Linked DNA regions of Mus musculus: region 1 is linked to region 2. The links are chromatin contacts, called in public HiChIP or PLAC-seq maps. All regions are on one chromosome and are shown on one strand. Each heading gives the region's core, a stretch centred on a gene start, on an enhancer-like site or on the middle of the called end of the contact. The rest is flanking DNA. Distances are from core to core; before and after follow the strand shown.

The links. HiChIP or PLAC-seq counts read pairs in DNA pulled down with a chosen protein or histone mark.
Region 1: a contact with region 2 is called in an H3K4me3 HiChIP or PLAC-seq map of forebrain, with 8 times the contacts expected there. The contact joins the enhancer-like site here to the promoter of A330102I10Rik in region 2. A contact is called at or near these places in 2 of 15 datasets of contacts at CTCF or cohesin (the NIH/3T3 cell line and large pre-B cells), 2 of 484 Hi-C or Micro-C datasets (cerebral cortex and cortical neurons) and 7 of 115 datasets of contacts at active chromatin or transcription factors (VIP interneurons, embryonic basal ganglia, embryonic forebrain and 4 more).

Annotation. Positions count from the first base shown.
Region 1 is chr13:29,603,117-29,605,816 of GRCm38.p6, forward strand. The region is part of intron 9 of Cdkal1 (CDK5 regulatory subunit associated protein 1-like 1); the gene reads right to left. Among named protein-coding and RNA genes, the nearest start is that of Cdkal1, 250 kb to the right of the region's middle. Within about 2 kb of position 1,340, at least 17 of the 459 cell types and tissues checked have an H3K27ac peak or open chromatin away from gene starts, as enhancers often do. A contact at or near this core is called in forebrain and neural progenitor cells, where this site is marked.
Region 2 is chr13:29,014,806-29,017,505 of GRCm38.p6, forward strand. A330102I10Rik (RIKEN cDNA A330102I10 gene) reads left to right here and starts at 1,450. Exons shown (of 5, transcript NR_045074.1): 1 at 1,450-1,586; 2 at 1,905-2,074.

The DNA.
Region 1 (2,700 bases), core at 90-2,589, 590 kb after region 2:
CTTACAGCCCAAGTTCCATTTCTAGGACCATATCATGGGAGAAAGACAAGATGCCCTCTGACCTCCACATGAGTGTGCCTGTGCCAGCACACACCCCACATCCTCCCCCAAAGCCCCCAACACCTCACACCCTCACAAGCATACACACCCTACCCTGTCCCTACCCACCATATATGTCCACAACCCTCAAACCCCACAAATCACATAGAATCCACACACTCACAAACCCCATACACACCCACGTACACCACACACGTTAAATAAATATGTATATATTACAAAAACAAAAGTCTGGGCTGGACAACTCAGCAGTTAGGTGCTAAGTGCAGTTGCAGAAGACTGAGGTTCCATTCCCACAACCATGACTGCAGTTTCAGGGGATCCAATGACTTCTTGTGACCTTGGAGGACAACAGGCACACATGCCGTACATGGGCACACACATAAAACATTTTTTTTTAGTCTAAGAAACGACTGCTACAGCTTTCTGTTTGCTTTTCCCTTCCAGGGCAACTCTACCCTCAGGTAGCAGTGGCCCCCAGAGCCATCTGCCTGCCATGTTGGTAGTAAGAAACAGAGACTTGGCCTCCTCATTTGTCTGACAACATCTGTACAAAAAGTAGACACATATTTCCTGTCCCAAGTGGAAAGATCTGCTACTCATAATGGCAGAGACTTTTCCAATCGCCAGTCTAGCTCTGCCAGTTTTAAACCCCAGGTTCTTAAATTTAGCAGCAGCCCACCGGTGTGTTCTGATCCCGAGTCGGCCCCAAGCCGCAGCAGCAGCTGGTAAAACGGAATGCTAATTCATTACAGATGGTAGAACACAGCCTACATTTAATTTATTTACATTTTCAGAAATTTTGGATCTGCAGTGAAGATGTCAGATTATTTTAACAAGTAAGTTTAGCCTTTTTTCAATTTGGTCAATGCTCAATAAAAAAATTAATGTTTATATGTTAAAAATTCTTTCAACAAGCCCAATTAGGCCTCTATTCCCACAGTTTGTATTTTATAAGCTATTTAGCTGGTGAGCCTTTTCTGAATGTCTTATTACAAGCAAAGTTGGAACAAAATTAGGCCTAAACGTTTGCAACAGAACCCTTTCTCACAAGGCATGTTGCTGCCTTTGTGTTCTCTAGCCCTGCCATTCCGGGGAGACTAAGAGTTTAATAAATTGTAAGATTATTAAATATCTCTAGAGACCCCTCCCCTTTTTCATCACTTAAGGCAATGGCGACCAAAATACCAAATCACTTGCTTAATTTTGAATAGCCAAGTACACAGAGAAAGAGTGGCCAACACTCAAAGGCTGATGCGGCGCTGCTGCCCTCTCCTGGACTCGGTGATCCTAACCCCTCCCCACTGCCTAGGAACAGTGAAACTGAGATGTGGAAGTCAAACACTAGGTCAGGTTCAAAGTTTTCCTGAAATTTTTGAACTTAATTTTATTAAATCAAATGTGTGTGTCGCTCTCTCTCTCTCTCTCTCACACACACACACGAGAGAGAGAGAGAGAGAGAGAGAGAGAGAGAGAGAGAGAGAGAGAGAGAGAGAGTATTAAGAGGTCAGAAAGGTTCTCCATGAATCTCCCACTTACTGAGAGAGCTAGGGAGCATTGATTTTCAAAGTCTTAGACTGTCATCCCAATTTCTCAGGGTATATTTTACACGAACCACCACCCACCCCACCCCCATCTCTGCCGCCACTTCAGCTCTTTTCCCTGTCATACCAAGATAGGTCATGTTCCTGGACCCTAGCTTGGCTAAGCTTATCAGAGTGTTCCATCACCTCTGAAATCATTCTCCCATCAACTAAGAGGTTGCTCTCCAATAATTCAAATCTTGCTTTCTACTTCCTTGTTCTGTTTCATCAAGAAACAAAGCAGCTCACTCTAGAACAAAATTAAAATGAAAATACCTTTCCTCTATATAATTTTGTTTCCTAGTATGTCATTCCAAATCTTTAACTACTTGGGGACACCCAAAGCTAGTTTATAGGGGCTTTAGTTATGTACCTGGAAACTCCCTCTAGCCTCAGTAATTAACCTCTACTCCAAGCCCAGCACCCTTCAATCCAGTCTAGATACAATTATACATAACACTAAAGCATGACCTTTCATCCAAGTCCGCCAACCCCAGACCCCTTCAACACAGAATCTGGACCTGCCAATACTATTCCTCATCACTTACAGAAACTGGGCTTCTTTGCTTTCCCTGCCTCCCTTTAGCAACCTCCACCCCTACAATCCTCCTACCACATGGATTCCTCACCATGGCCTCCCAGACACCAACAAAGGCCTGGCCATGAACATAGCTTCAGATTCAAAGAATATAGAAAAATAAATGAAGTGAAGACAGTGTTGAAAAATCACAACACTATACAAAGGAATGCCTTAAAGACATCCACAGAAGCAACTAGGATGCTGGCCCTGGTGGATGTCGGGGGTCAAAAGAACCCTTGTGCCATGATCTACTAACTCTGCAGTCACTGGGAGAAAGGATAATTAAGATCCTGGGCTCTGGTCTACCACTGCTTGGCTGTGTGTATTTGAGGTTATTGAACCTGTTTTTGATTCAGCTTCTCATTTGCAAAGCATGTAAATTACAGTACATATCTGATAGGGTGCCTATGAGATGGCCATTATGAATGTTACCAAACAGAACAGTGCTTGGCGTTATAATAGAGTAACTCTCAGATA
Region 2 (2,700 bases), core at 200-2,699:
TTAAAGGAGAAACCAGATTTATTGGCCTAACTCAATCTTAGTCCTCTCTGGATGCAGGACAGCTGTCGGCTAGCAGGGACACAAACAGCCATCAAGTGGAGAGTCGTTGGGACTTTGGTCTGTGTGCAGGTGGAGCCTGGAAGACTGACAGTCTAATTTCGGTCATCTAATGACTTCTTATTTTCCTAACTAATTGTGCTTGCTAAGCACACAATGGTCTGGATTAGTCTTGGAGCCTTCATCAAGTTGGGCTGCAAATCAGGATGCCAGCAAGCCTGCAATAGCCTTGGCTCCCTCCTGTGTGATGCTATGCTAATTCCCAGGATGGGTCACTCTGACAACAAAAAAGAACGCTTGACTTCTCTTGTGATGCTAGAAGAACATAATTCTTTTTTGCAGCGATTCTCTCTCTCTCTCTCTCTCTCTCTCTCTCTCTCTGTGTGTGTGTGTGTGTGTGTGTAAAATTCATCAAACCAAAGAGCCTAAGAGAGATCATTGTGGATGTGGCTTTTAATGATTTGCGGGAGAAAAAGAAAAAGAAAAAGAAAAATGACAGCCTGTGGAGACGCCGATTGGAGAAAGCAGCACACTGTGGTTATTGCCAATTTGAAATACTGGGTTTGTGAAGCCAAGCCCTAAGGGAGTAGCCGGGTAACTGAGAAAGAGATCGTAGATAAAGAAATAAAAATGACAAGCGTAATGGAGGCTGTGCGAAGGGACTGTCAGAGCATCCGTTCATGGATGGCAATCTTGCCAGGCAGAGATTGAATAATTCATAGATGGAAACTACCCTGCCTTCACCTTCCCATTTAAACCGGGCATGAGCTGAATCTCTAATAAATTTTCAAGATAAAGTAAAATGCCAATTTGAATCTGAAGAGCTTTTAAAAGCAGATGTCGCATCCCCCCGAATCGTTCAGTATCTTTCACAATTACACTCTGAGGACTGCACTTCATCAGGAAGCACCGTCACCGGGGAAAATGACTGTGATTACAATAGCAACAATAGAATGCCATCGAATGATCTCTAATTTACCTAATTTGCTAAGACTGACTGGCTTAAATACCCATTGTGTGTTGCTGGTGCCCTGTCCGTGGATCTCTCTCAAGACAGAACAAAAGTGGTGTACTGTGTGTGCTCCCTTGGTTCACACAGTCTGGCAGAGATCGGTCTTCTAAGTTACAATGTCTCTTTCGTCGGCTTTTCATCTTTGTATTTTTTTATATTTTTACTTTTTTCCTAATGCTTTGTCCTAAATGCCTTTTGAGGGAAAATGGCAAGCAGTGACTTGTTAATTTATACACTTCTTAAATTTTAAAATATACAGGCCTGGGTCTATTTGAGGAGAGGGCAGATTTGGTGCTGGGAGAAGGATTTAACAAGCCAGCCGGGATGGGGTGTGTGTGCGTACGCATGTCGTGCTCGTGCATGAGTGCGTGCAAGTGTGTGTGTGTGTGTGCGCGCGCGCGCGCGCGCGTGCGCGAGTGCACATGCACGTGTTGTGTTGTGTTTCCTCCATAAGAAATTCTTTTCCTGGATTTGTGATCCCTGTGGAACATTAAGAACCTCTCCGATTGAATCTCAGGTAGTAAAGCCGGCAGCCACTCCACGTAGCTCTTTCAGAAAGGCTGTGTGCCTGATTCCTTGATGCATCAAGGCTTTTAGGCTACTTGGCTGTGTTTGTGTCTGCTCAGCGCACAGAAGTCTGTGCTAAAGAGAACTTTCTGTCTGGCAGAGTGCCCTGCTCATTCGTCTTGGGGTGACTATGCCATTCTGAGGAGGTGGCACGGGGCTATCCATCCTCCCTGGGGAACAGAGCGGAATCATTTAGCAGACACTGGGGTTTCTGGAATTGTCCTTATAGCATGGAGACAGCATGCCAATCAGTATTTGAATATTTCAGGGAGGAACCGGAGGTATGAATGACAACTGTTTGAGAAGAAGGTCCCAAATCCCTCTCTTAAAACCTTGGGATTGTGCTTGAGACTCAGCCCCGATGTGTTCCGTGGTGAGTCACTCACCTGGTTTACCCACACTGTATGCTCCCCCTACCTGCCCCTACCTTGTCATAAGGTAAGTTGTGTTGCTAGTTATTTATATAATAAGCATGAGTGATCCTTATTGTGTGATGTTAGTGGGAATGCGCTGTTGATGTTGCCTTTTCTTCCCATTGTGTTCACACCATGCTGGGGCAGACTTAGAACTTTGTGTTAAAATATGGCATATTGAAGCATGACTTAAATATTGTAGGTTTTTTCCCCCTCTCTATTTTTTCTTTCTGAGTGCATCCAAGGCTTTAATAGTGTTTAAGGAAAGGGGGAAACAGCTTTATGTAGTGAACACTTTGCTTAAAAGCAGTAAGCAGTGTGCTGGCTAGTACTTCTGTTACCACAATGCTGCTTTAGGTAGCCTGTTCCGGAAAGAGGCTCTATTGTGAGTATGTGAAAGTCCACACTACGCCCATGCCAGCATCTCCTTCCCTTTTTTGTAATTAAAACGTAATTAAAAAGTTTTGCTTATCAGCAAGGGATTTAACTTCTGACACCTTAAAGCTATTGAAGAACTGGGGTGTGAACAGGATAGTCATGGAGTGAACCGATTGGATTTTCTGTTCAGCATTTAACAGGTATGAGTACCTTCAAATTATCCAAGAATAATTGGAAACCAGGCTAGTCATTTGGGGAGACCCATAACAAACC